Regions from separate parts of the Mus musculus genome. Here all the other regions are linked to region 1. Evidence: chromatin contacts called from public HiChIP or PLAC-seq data. All regions are on one chromosome and are shown on one strand. The core of a region is the stretch at or near the end of the contact, and the rest is flanking DNA. Distances in the headings are between cores, read along the strand shown. Region 1 overlaps Uxs1 (UDP-glucuronate decarboxylase 1). Region 2 overlaps Fhl2 (four and a half LIM domains 2). Region 3 holds the start of AI597479 (expressed sequence AI597479).

The links. HiChIP or PLAC-seq counts read pairs in DNA pulled down with a chosen protein or histone mark.
Region 2: an H3K27ac HiChIP or PLAC-seq map of T-cell acute lymphoblastic leukemia shows a contact between it and region 1, with 12 times the contacts expected there. The contact joins two enhancer-like sites. A contact is called at or near these places in 1 of 15 datasets of contacts at CTCF or cohesin (pro-B cells), 5 of 484 Hi-C or Micro-C datasets (DN2 thymocytes, the N1E-115 cell line, double positive thymocytes and 1 more) and 4 of 115 datasets of contacts at active chromatin or transcription factors (T-cell acute lymphoblastic leukemia, effector CD8 T cells, fibro-adipogenic progenitors and 1 more).
Region 3: an H3K27ac HiChIP or PLAC-seq map of double positive thymocytes shows a contact between it and region 1, with 4 times the contacts expected there. The contact joins the promoter of AI597479 here to the enhancer-like site in region 1. A contact is called at or near these places in 2 of 39 promoter capture datasets (3T3-L1-derived adipocytes and HPC-7-derived erythroid cells), 15 of 115 datasets of contacts at active chromatin or transcription factors (the 230-238 cell line, the SCID.adh cell line, T-cell acute lymphoblastic leukemia and 11 more) and 3 of 9 other capture datasets (adipose tissue, liver and macrophages).

The regions. Positions count from the first base shown.
Region 1 is chr1:43,767,181-43,771,331 of GRCm38.p6, forward strand. The region is part of intron 9 of Uxs1 (UDP-glucuronate decarboxylase 1); the gene reads right to left. Among named protein-coding and RNA genes, the nearest start is that of Ecrg4, 39 kb to the left of the region's middle. Within about 2 kb of position 1,676, at least 67 of the 459 cell types and tissues checked have an H3K27ac peak or open chromatin away from gene starts, as enhancers often do. A contact at or near this core is called in T-cell acute lymphoblastic leukemia, double positive thymocytes, memory CD8 T cells and 2 more, where this site is marked.
Region 2 is chr1:43,138,372-43,141,916 of GRCm38.p6, forward strand. It overlaps Fhl2 (four and a half LIM domains 2), which reads right to left. Exons shown (of 6, transcript NM_010212.4): 3 at 3,327-3,501. Among named protein-coding and RNA genes, the nearest start is that of Fhl2, 24 kb to the right of the region's middle. Within about 2 kb of position 1,425, at least 32 of the 459 cell types and tissues checked have an H3K27ac peak or open chromatin away from gene starts, as enhancers often do. A contact at or near this core is called in T-cell acute lymphoblastic leukemia and pancreatic cancer cells, where this site is marked.
Region 3 is chr1:43,096,912-43,100,619 of GRCm38.p6, forward strand. AI597479 (expressed sequence AI597479) reads left to right here and starts at 1,799. Exons shown (of 4, transcript NM_133818.1): 1 at 1,799-1,951. The coding sequence starts at 1,853. It also overlaps a transcript of Tgfbrap1 not described here.

The DNA of each region.
Region 1 (4,151 bases), core at 426-2,925:
TGTATGTATGTATGTATGTAGTGTGCATGTATTTGTGTGTGTACATGTGTGTATGAGTGTGTATATATGTATGTGTGGATATGTGTGTGTACGTGTGTGGATATGTGTGTGTACATGTGTGGATATGTGTTTCTTGTGCTTTCACTTTGTTATTTTTCGTTTTTAAAAACCTGGCTGTTTTGTTTTGTTATGTTTTCTAATGAGAAAAAGAAGGCATCGAGCTGAATAAATAGGGAAGAGCTGGGAAGATTTGGAGGAGGAGAAACTATGATCAGAATATATTGTTTAAAAAATTATTTTCAATCTAAACAACAGTGATCATGTACAATGTTTCTCAGTATCTGTTCCCCACCAGAACGACAGGACGATATGGTGGAATCCCACAGCACTCTGGGGAAGATTAATCACAGGCTTGAGGGAGAACAATGGTTGGGACTAGTGTACCACCCACAAGGGTAAGGTGCCATCGGATATCCCATTGCTTCTTTTATAATGGTCAAGTCCTGAGGTAGAGAGTAAAATGGGCTCTCCATTAAGACTGCTCTTAAACATAAGCTATGCCTTGAACAGTGTCCTATTAAGTCATAGATGCTGTGCTTTGATCACTGCTCAATGACAGGAAGTCCTCAAAGGACAGAGGAACGGGTCTACGCAGAAAAGTGTCACTCTCCATTACACAAAGATCGCCTGTCCTGCAGGAGAAGCCTGAGTTATACTGACCTGAAAACTATATACAGTGCTCCCATAAATGGTAGCCCTACTCTGCCATATGTCCAAGTCTTCTTGTACCCTGAAAATGTGTGAATCAATGGGGAAAGGAGGTTGAGTCATCTCATTCTCTGATGCTTCTCACACACCGAGGTCTTGCACTGAGGAGTGCAATTCACTAGGCTGAGGGATGCTCACGTTCATTCTGGAGGGTGGCAGAAAAGCCACATAAGGCTGGGTGAGGCAGCTGTGCTGCAGCTCCCTGACAATCCTCTTCAGCACATCTGCTTTAGTGAAGTGGATCCACTAGCCATGGTTTCAGTTACCCACAGTCAGCCAGAAGTGAGTGTAGCATTGGGAGATAGGAGGCAGCCTGTGCCTATGAGTTTTACCACAGCATATTGCTACAATTGGTCTGTTTGTAACTGCAAATAATCTTTTACTATGCCTAACTTATAAATTAAATTTTAACATAGTTATACATGTTCAGAAAAAGCATAACATATATAGATTCCTGCACTTTTCAGTCAGACATCCCCTGGGGTGTAGAAGTGTATCTCCCTCAAAAATAACAGGGACTACTGCATTAATAAGTAAACTTCTTACGGTTGCTATGTGTCTGGATATGCTGACAGCACTGCAAAGCTAGTAGGGAGGGAATACCACACTGCAGATGCCTATGTGGGGTAGCAGGATGTGGGCAGCAGACACCCTGGGAACAAGGCCAGGGCCAGCAAACACATCAAGCCCTCTAGTGTCATATACATAGCAACTCTTCTTTTTTAAAGTATGCTAATGCCAAAAAGTAAATATGCCCTCAAGGCTACTGCCCCAGGTAACTTCTAAGTTCTCTTTCTGCTCTGTTGGTCTGCGGTTTTATGAATGGTAGCCTGTTATGCAGACTCAGTTCAGAAAGTGGGTGGGCCATGACTTCAGAGGTATACTCACAGAAGGCTAGGAGTACAAACGTGCCCTAAGCCCTGACTAACAGCCCCAGGGCAAACCCCCACATTACAAAGACTCCGTGCCCACAGGCACACAGAAGCACCAACCTACTTCCTCTCTGACAGATCCAAACTATTCATGAAGGGTGCTCTGTTTTGCCCTTCGATCCCCATTAAAAGATGTGCAATGAAATAAAACTTTATGTTGAATATATCTGGGTATTTCACTAATTATGAGAATCTTGAAAGAGAATTGTTAAAAGGCAACATTTTATTTAATAAAAAGGCAATGCAGACTTCTATTTATCTTGTTTACATTTTCATTCCTTACATTAGATTTATTTATTTACACTCCATGTACAGCCCTGAAAAAAGATAATCATTAACAAAAAGGATGCATTCTTGTATGTAAAAATCTGTAGTGACTAAAATAACCAAATCAATACTCTGCTAATATAAACATGACTCAGGATTTTCTAAAAGCATAAATCCTAACAACTAAAATACTTTTCTCTAAAACTACCTGAAAAGGCTTTATATTTAGAACTCAAAATTGATGCTACCATGTAGCAACTTGGTACTAAGCTCTGGCTAAGGAACAACTGATACCTAGAGTAAACAATGCATGGGCTGCTGCTCTGGGCATTGTCAAAAACTGTGCTTACTGCTAGACTTGATGCCCTCGGCTTCAGAGCTATGCCACCTCACTGGATACTTCCTTATTGCAGTGATTTGATTATGGCTTGGTTCAGGGAGTGGCACAATAGGAGGTGTGGCCTTGTTGGAAGAACTGTGTCACTGTGGGGGTGAGCAATGAGACCCTCCTCCTAAACACATGGGAGCCAGTCTTCTCCTAGTAGCCTTCAGATGAAGATGTAGAACTCTCAGCTTCTCCTGCACCATGCTTGCCTGGACACTGCCATGCTCCTGCCTGGGTGATAATGGACTGAACCTCTGAACCTGTAAGCCAGCTCTAGTTAAATGTTGTCCTAGTAAGAGTGCCTCAGTTATGGTGTCTCTTCACAGCAGCAAAACCCTAACTACGACACTTATCCACAGCAGCCTGTCAAGACAGCAGGGCAGAGCATGTTGTATATAGGTATCTCAAGCTCCACTTAGGAGCCAGGAACCTGGGAGCAAGTTTGGAGCCCACTCTCCTTACCTCAAGCATGCTAGGTGGAAGGAGGGAAGACTAAGGAAACCCAGCCTCAGCAAAGCTGAGGCATGCTGCTGTCACTCTAGCCCCAGCTCCCGAGCCTTTGGGTACTTACCCTAAGCATGCAAGGTAACCCCATGTACTATGTCACCTCTAGCCAGCAGCATATCCTGACAGGCAGGACACCATGGTGCCCAGCAGGGCAGGGGGCTTGGTAATCAGGCTATGGGTTCCCTTCTCTACAGGGGTTACCTTACACGCTCAGAGTAAGTGCCCAATGGATTAGGAGGTAGAGCTAGAGTGACAGCAACATACCCCTGTGTGGGGGCCCACTATTTACAACCCGGAGAATAGGGACAGAAAGCTGGAAGCTCACACCATGACTTATGCTACATCTGTAAGAATTCATGTCTACCTCTGGCAGAGAAACAGAGCAGAGAGGTCTAGAGCCTGATACCCACATAAGTTATTTTGCATTAAAAAGCTAAGGAAGCTAAGTGCTCCAGGCCCATCATAAAAAGGGAACTGTAGCTTCATGTCGTACTATCATCCACATAAAAGAATGACTGATGGTCAGAAACAAATAGTCAGGGGCCAAGAGAACTCCCATATTGCCCACAGGCTAGATGTGGGCCTGGCAACATTGCTCCCAGGGTGGGCAGCACATCTATACATAGTTGTCCTAAAGCTACATTCCATGTCCATGGTTATTTTCCTACAAGTCCTGCTTCAATTAAAGAAAGAAGAAAGAAGCAAAGGACGAACAAAGAAAACAAGTTCCTGAGAACCAGAGAGTGCTGGTCCCAAGCACAAATTTAGTGAGAAAAATGGAACAACACAGGGCTTTCACCTGACCAAGCAATCTGCCTTCTACTGCACTCCCTAAGGCAACAGCCCAGAGCTACAATACAAGCCCGTCCCAGAGGTCAGAGGTCAGAGGTCGGAGGTGAGAACTGAATGCCCATCCATCCATCTCCAGCTCAGGTTATGGTAGCGCCAGGCTGGGAACCGTGGCCTCTCGGTCTGTGAGTGAGATGATGCACAAGATAAAACACTCATGGCTGAAGCACCCAGTGTAACTATGATTAATAAAGAAAGCACATAGGAAACAGGGAAATATGTTTAAAAAAAAAAGATAATATGGACCTCAAAGAGGATGATTTCTAAAATCTATCACGGCTAGGGAGGTGGCTAGGTAAGTGCATGCTGTACAAGGATGAAGTCGTCCAGAGCCCCTGGACCAACACAGAAACCAGACGGGCATGGCAGCCCACCTGTACTCTTAGCACACCGCAGGAGGAAACAAGTTCCCAATACCTCCACAAACATGTAATGACCCACAC
Region 2 (3,545 bases), core at 175-2,674, 630 kb before region 1:
AAAGGGTGACAGCCTCTTTCCAACAAAATCGCCATGAAGCACTCACGTGGCCCTGCCGCATGGGGGCGCACTACACATCTGTGGAAAGGAATTACTGTGGCTGCGACTGGAGCCTGATATACACTTGATTCCAATGGCCAATCAATGCTCCTCGTTTCTGTGAGCTGTGCCTTTGAGGGTGGTCACAGAACAACGTGGGACTCCCTGTGTGAGGAAGACTGCTAGCCACAGGACCACATGTGGCTAAAGCATCAATGAGTCAGTGCAGAGGGAGAGGAGGGGCATCGGTCAACATCCGCTTTGTCAGATGAGTGTGAACTCTGCAGTCGCACTTCTTTAAAGCCCTTTCTAACCTCCCATTTGTTCTGACAGGGGGATTTCACGGTTTACACACCCCTGTGAGGTGCTGAGAAACGGGCGTTTTCTGACTGAGCCATTTTCCAGCCCTAACTTCTATAGCTTTTACATGTAAAGAAATGATGGTGATGGTGATGGTGATGGTGATGATGATAAGTGATACCTCTAGTTCCTACTACTTGGAAGACTGAAGTGGTGGGATCAATTGAGCTTTCTTACTGCCCCTCCCCCATCTTGTAACTGGCTGGCCTAGAACTCAGAGATCTGCTCTGTCTCCAGCTATAGAGTGCTGAGATTAAAGGTGTGTCCCATCGCACCTGAGACCGAATAGGATTCTTAAAGAAAAATAATCCTTTTAAATGGCGTTATGTTGCTCGCATTTATCAGTGGAGTGAACTGAATTTTGTCTAGACTTCTCTTTAAAGTTTAACATATTTGATAGCTTTACTTAAAAGTTCTTTGATTAACAAACTTCAAATTCTTAAGTAGTTCCAAAACTGAGTTAAAATTATAGGTATTGTGATAATTAAATATTATTAGTGCTAAAATAGCTAATACATTAAGAAATTTCAACTAAACCGCAAGCATGGATCATTCTCTCAACATATACTTTACAACTCAGAATCTCAAGGTTAACTCATGTTTTTAAAATCTCATACACACTTTAGTAGTTACTTAATATTTCTGTGGTCCCGAGGTATGCAAACTACTGATACAGCAATTGTTATTGTGATCTACAAACATGTTACATGACATTTATGGCTGTCCTGGGACATACAAATCCTGTGGGCCACAGAGTGGATACACCTGGTGATTCTAAAGTTTCTTAATATGTCTGCTTCCCCTTGATTCTAAACCTCCCTCTGATTAAAGGATTTCAAAGAGGCTGTCTTGACACTTTAAACTATTTAGTTATCTTGCATAGAAATCTGGTTGTGCCATCCAGGCTGGCCTGGAATGCACTGTCTTCCTGCCTCAGCTTCCCAACTTCCGGGGTTCAGGACTGCATTAACATACAAATTGCCTTGTAAGCTATTTGAGTTCACGGCCTATACCCAGTTTGTCCACTAGAGGGCGCCTGATGACCTTGCTTGGACCACTGTCTGCACAGGCTCCATCAGCCTCCTCCACATGAGTGGTTCAGAGCCCATATTGCCCAAAGTTACATTTCCCCAAACTCCATCTACTCACACTTTCCTCTGTCCTCAATCAGCTTGCTGGACCCCTGCATCTAAGTGATCTGCTTACCGCTGCTTCCAACCTGCCTGGTCCTATTTGCACGCCCATGGCTGGATACTCTCTGTGGGCTTTGTGTACTTATCCGGGAGCTACACAAAGCCATCATGTCAAGCAGTAGGTACATGTGTGAGTATGACACACTGAAAGCTACCTGGCTCTGAACCTACCACCTGTGCTAGTACCGTGTTCTAAATCATACCACCCTCTAAACTGCTAGGCATCAGAATCCTAGGTCAGGTTCTCTGAGATGTTCTAACGTCCATTTTTACATCATGTGTATGATAAGACTTGCTTCTCAAATCCCATATTTACATATGTGTATTTGTGTGCATTTTTTCAGTGATGGTAATCAAACCCACACAGTGGGCATGGAGCTACAGCAGTCCTCCCTATACTTTTATTAACTCACTTGACTGGCCTCTAAGTCACAGAGATCTGCCTGCCTCTATGTCTGGCATACTGAGACTAAAGGTGTACCCCGCCATACCTGGTCTATCACTCACTTTTTTTGTTTTGTTTTGTTTTGGTTTGGTTTTTTGGTTTTTCGAGACAGGGTTTCTCTGTATAGTTCTGGCTGTCCTGGAACTCACTCTGTAGACCAGGCTGGCCTCAAACTCTGCCTCTCAAGTGCTGGGATTAAAGGCATGCACTACCACGCCCCGATATCACTCACTTTTTACAAATAAGAGATTCCTTTGTCCTATATAAAGTCAAGATGAGAGGAGAGACAGGGAGAGACAGAGAAACAGAGAGAGACATAGACAGACAGAGAGACACAGAGAGAGAGAGACAGAGAGAGACAGGGGGGGACTCATCTTCTTCAGGTAAAAAAAGAGACATAGTATCATTGCGTATAGTTCTTAACCCAGTTGTGGTTCTGTCCTTTTTTGATGTCTGTCTATCTAGGACATAACGTCATGAGGTCAGGCAGAGGGTGAAGCTAAGCAACATGCAACTCCTGGCCCATCCTGGCACACCAGAGCACAAATCATAGTTGTTGAAATAACCGAGTGTAAATTCAGCAAGCAGAGCAGATCAAGAAAGCACGTGTACTGGGAGAAGCGAGCGAGGCAGGGGAAGAGACGCATTTCCAGGGAATTGCTGGCATTCCTTTTCTGGCTAGTTCTCTCTAGCCACAAGCTGCTGTATATCTTTGGCCAACCAACCGCAGATCAAGAGTCCCCAAAGAAAATAATTATATCCACTAGAGAACGTATACAGACGTCTGTCATTACACCACACAGCATAACAGTGTTCATACACCACTTGCAGATTATTTTAAATATTTGTGGAAATGTTTTATATAAGAAGGAGGCATTCTGCATAGGGTGCTTGAGAACCTGTGGGTGTTGGTAGCTGAACCCAATTCCTGAGATATCAAAGGCTGACCGAACAGGAATTCCACTTCTCTTAATGATACACCTCACTCCTCTCCCACCCCCCACCTTTTGAGGGGTAGGGGTTGAGACAGGCCTTGGATGTCCTGGAACTTGCTCTGTAGACCAAACTCTGCCTGCTTCTGCCTACCAAGTGCTGGGATCAAAGGCGTGCGACATCCTCTCCCAGTCACACCCCTGCATCTGAGATCGATTAACATATCCTGTGTTCAGGGCCCAGCACTGAAGTATCAACACCAGTGTCTGTCTCTGGACAACTGAGAGTCCCACCCCACAGTCCATCGCTGACCTGGCTCAGTGCCACATGCGAATGATAAAGGCATGCGTTCTGACCTGGCATGATGGTTTTCTTGCATTCCTGGCACTTGGACGAGTATTCATTGGAATAGCAGTCGGTGCACAGCAGCTGTTCCTCCTTGGCAGCAAAGGGCTTGTCCACCAGCGAGCTTCCACACCGGGAGCAATGGAAGCAGCCTTCATGCCAGTGCCGATCCTTGTAGGACAAGTCCTAGAGAGGCAGACACACAAATCGTCAGAGGCGGGACAGGAGAG
Region 3 (3,708 bases), core at 549-3,048, 670 kb before region 1:
AGCCACAAAGACAAGTAGTGGAGCAAGTACTTGGGACCACATTTCCAGACATGAAACTGGCTGCTTCAGACACCACCTTCTTGCTACTTCTCTCCCTTGATGTCAATCAACAGGGTACAAATGTCCAGGTGGAAGCAACTGGAGAAGCATTTGACATATTTTAGGTGCAATCTTTACAACAGGGTGAGACAAGAATAATTTTATCTCAGAGATTAAAAAGCTCTAAGGGAGAGGAATCGGGCCCTCAGTGGTCCTGGGAATCATCCATACCTGGGCTACTTAAAAACTGACCCCCTTGCCCCTTCTTAGAGTTCTATGATCAGTAACTTTCTAATATCCCTCAGTGCTTCACAAGTACACATACCTCATGTATAATCCTTATTTCAATTATTCTTCAGCAGTTTCCTGAAGAAACTGGCGTGAGACCAGCTCAGCTTACCCAGTGAAAACTGGGTTTGGTTGTAAGTTCAAGTTTCCTGCAAAACAGCTACTCTAGCAACTAGTATAACCTTATAGTGAAGGAAATGGAGCCAATGATGCCATCCATGCCAGACTCATTATTATACGACAATATAAAGGTTAATTTGAATATATACTAGCACAATAATGTTACAAAGCTAAGGCATTTAATCCCATTTGAGAACATTTGGCCCAGCTTTAAGACTTGTCCTTTCAGGGAAGGTCACTTAGATCAGCTTTCCAAACACAAAAATAAAAGGACTGGATTGAATATTTTTAAGCACTAACATTAAAATTTCCTCCCAGCTCTGTAATTGTTTCTTCCCTGAAAGCATCACATAAACTGGAAAATTTTACAAGATGTCTCTCATTACTAATTTAACATCTCATTTATTTTTCAGCACTCTTTCAAGCATATTTTTGGTAGACTCCTAGTAGTTCATATTTTCATAAACAATGCAACAGTTTCCAATAAAACGATACATTATAGAGCATACAAACTATGCTCTCATAACAGGTATGAAGTACAACCTTTTAATGTGCAAAAACTTGAGGACTCTGTCTCCTATGAATGATGAAAGAGATTTCTCACACAAATACTAGAATATAGTTGAAGCCTACAATATTTTGTTAAAGTAAAAACCACGACTTCATTGTAATTATTAGTAAGCGCAAAGGCAGTTTGCTTGGTTCCTGTCACTGCCAGTCTGTGATCTCCAATTATCCGTCCTATTGCTCATTTTCCTCATACCAGAAACAAGCATTCTAGTAGCACATCAGGCTGATCTGGGGAGTAGTGTAACAGTCGCTGGACTGGCGCTACTACTTTCTCTTATTATTTCCCACACGTAAGCTGGTCGGTTTAAAGATCTTTCCAGGGAACAATACTTGATGCTTACCATGTCCGAGGAGAGGGGATTACAGAGTGTTATTTGGGCTTACTTTATGTAGAAGGGAGATTAGGCAATAAACGATTGAGACATTGTAAAAAGCGAAAAGAAGCATGGCTTCAGACATGACAATGCCATCTGGGGTCACAGCTGTCTGCCCTCTTGTTCCATTCTGTCTCTCCACGCAGTCGGGAGAATCCCTGAGGCCTCTGCCATGGGACGTCACAGGGGGCGGGACCAATGGCGGCCAGCTCGCGTTGCTTAGCCTCCGGTGCTTTCGGCGCAGCCCGGGCAGGACTCTGCTCCGCTCTCAGTCCCAGTTCGTCCTCTTGGCTGAGGTGCGTCAGCCGAGTCGGCCAGCCATAAACTCTACTCTCTGGGAAAAGCATCGCGTCTCGGGCGCGCTGAGTGACACCAGAGTCCCGCCCCCTCACGTCACTTCCGCGACGCTTCCGCCGCAGTGCCTTGTGGGAGGCCGGCCAGGGGGTCTCCTGGCGACAACCATGGCGGGGGATGTGGGCGGTCGCAGCTGTACGGACGCGGAGCTGCTGCTGCACCCTGAGCTGCTATCCCAGGAGTTCCTCCTCCTCACCCTGGAGCAGGTGGGGCGCTCGGGCCGACCGAGGACGGACGGGCAGCCGGGGACAGGCAGGCCTGCGGGAGGCTCGTGGCCGCTCCCCGCCCACACTGATCGGATGGGGCTTGCCTCCCTTGATCCCCAAAGGAAGCCTCCAGAGAGTGACTGGAACCCCCGGGAAATCCTCTAGAGCTCGGAAAGGGTGTGACAGACGACCTCCGCTGCCTGTGTGCAAGCAACGGCCTGCGGAAGAGATAGACTAGAAGAACAGACCGGGAGGGAAGAAGTCTGGGGCAATCAGGGCTGGATCCAAAACATCTGAAAATTAGTCTGTTAGGTAGCTTCTCGCCTCTCTTAGAGACAGACACTCGGGTCTCAGAGAGATGGACCTACTTCTTAAGATCATTATCAGGACACAGTAACCGTTTGGAGAACTTAAAGCACCTAGCTTTCCAGGTGGTGCATGCACCCCCCCCCGCCCCCCGCCGCCCCTGCGGTGTGACCTAAGATAATAGCAGATCATAAAAGAAAAGTGTGATGTTTTATTTAAAATGGCAGAACTGCTGAAAGTTTCTTTAGAGTTTTATGTGGCACGTTTTGTATTCCATGTGGTTTTGCCCCCCCAGTACCGTATCTTTCTCTAATTTCTTGAAGTTCTCAGTCACTATTTTAATAATGACTTTTAACCTGTGATTCTCAATCTTTTACTCACACCAGGATAATCAAAGGCTTACTAAAACATGTTATTGAGCCCCATCATCTGCTTCTCATTAAGTTCGTTCCAAATGTGCCCTGATACTGTATTTTAACGAGTTCTTGCTGATGACCCAAGGACAGCACTTGTAAGCACTGCTGCCAGAAGGCAGCCCCTTCAGTGCCATCCAAGCAGATGACATCCTCTGGGAATGTTGTCCAAGTGTATTCAGATACTCCCATCCCAGAGTAAATGCAAGTTGAAAGCCAGCAATATACTGTATGAAAGAGGAATAAGATGATTCAACAACTTAAAAATGAAATCAAACTAAACAGCTGGCATTGTTTTTGTTTTTTTTCCATTTTTGCAAAGCATACGTTTCCCCAATTTTTCCTGTGTGTTTTTGCAATATTGTGCTCCAAGATGTTGAGACAGAACTGGGATATGAGAGAGAATAAGTTATTTAAGTTATTTAGGCATATAAATATATATATAAATATGCCTAAATGGTTGGACTGTGAATTGAATGGTGAAAATGCGGTGGGGCAGACTGCTAATGGTCTATTGTTACTGTCATCAGAATGGAGAGTTAAGTTTTCTTCTGCAGTAGTGCTGTGTGTGTGTGTGTGTGTGTGTGTGTGTGTGTGTGTGTGTGTGTGTGTTTTGGAGGTGGGGGGGGGGTCTCCATAATAAAGCCAGTACTTGGTGTACTTAAGGCACTGGGTTCAGACACCAGCACCAAGACAAAACAAATTCAGGCACCCACCACATTAAAGGAAACATGAGACATAAACACAGACTGAGACTGAGCTCCTACTCCACCAGTGTAATGGTCCGACTCAGTAGCTGCTTTTTTTTAATCTGTTTTTCTCAGGCAATGTCCCATTTTTATTTAGATTAAGAAGGTAGTGAGGTGGTGGAATATATGCCTAAATGGACTCTACTTCTGGACTTGGCCAGCAGTCCTCTCAGTGAGGGCACGTGGTCACTCTAAGATGAAGCTGAACTTGATAGAATTTAATGGGTCTTTAATACCCTATCTAATAATACAGTTTGGCTCTTAGTGAGTGTGAAAGTAGCTTTATAAT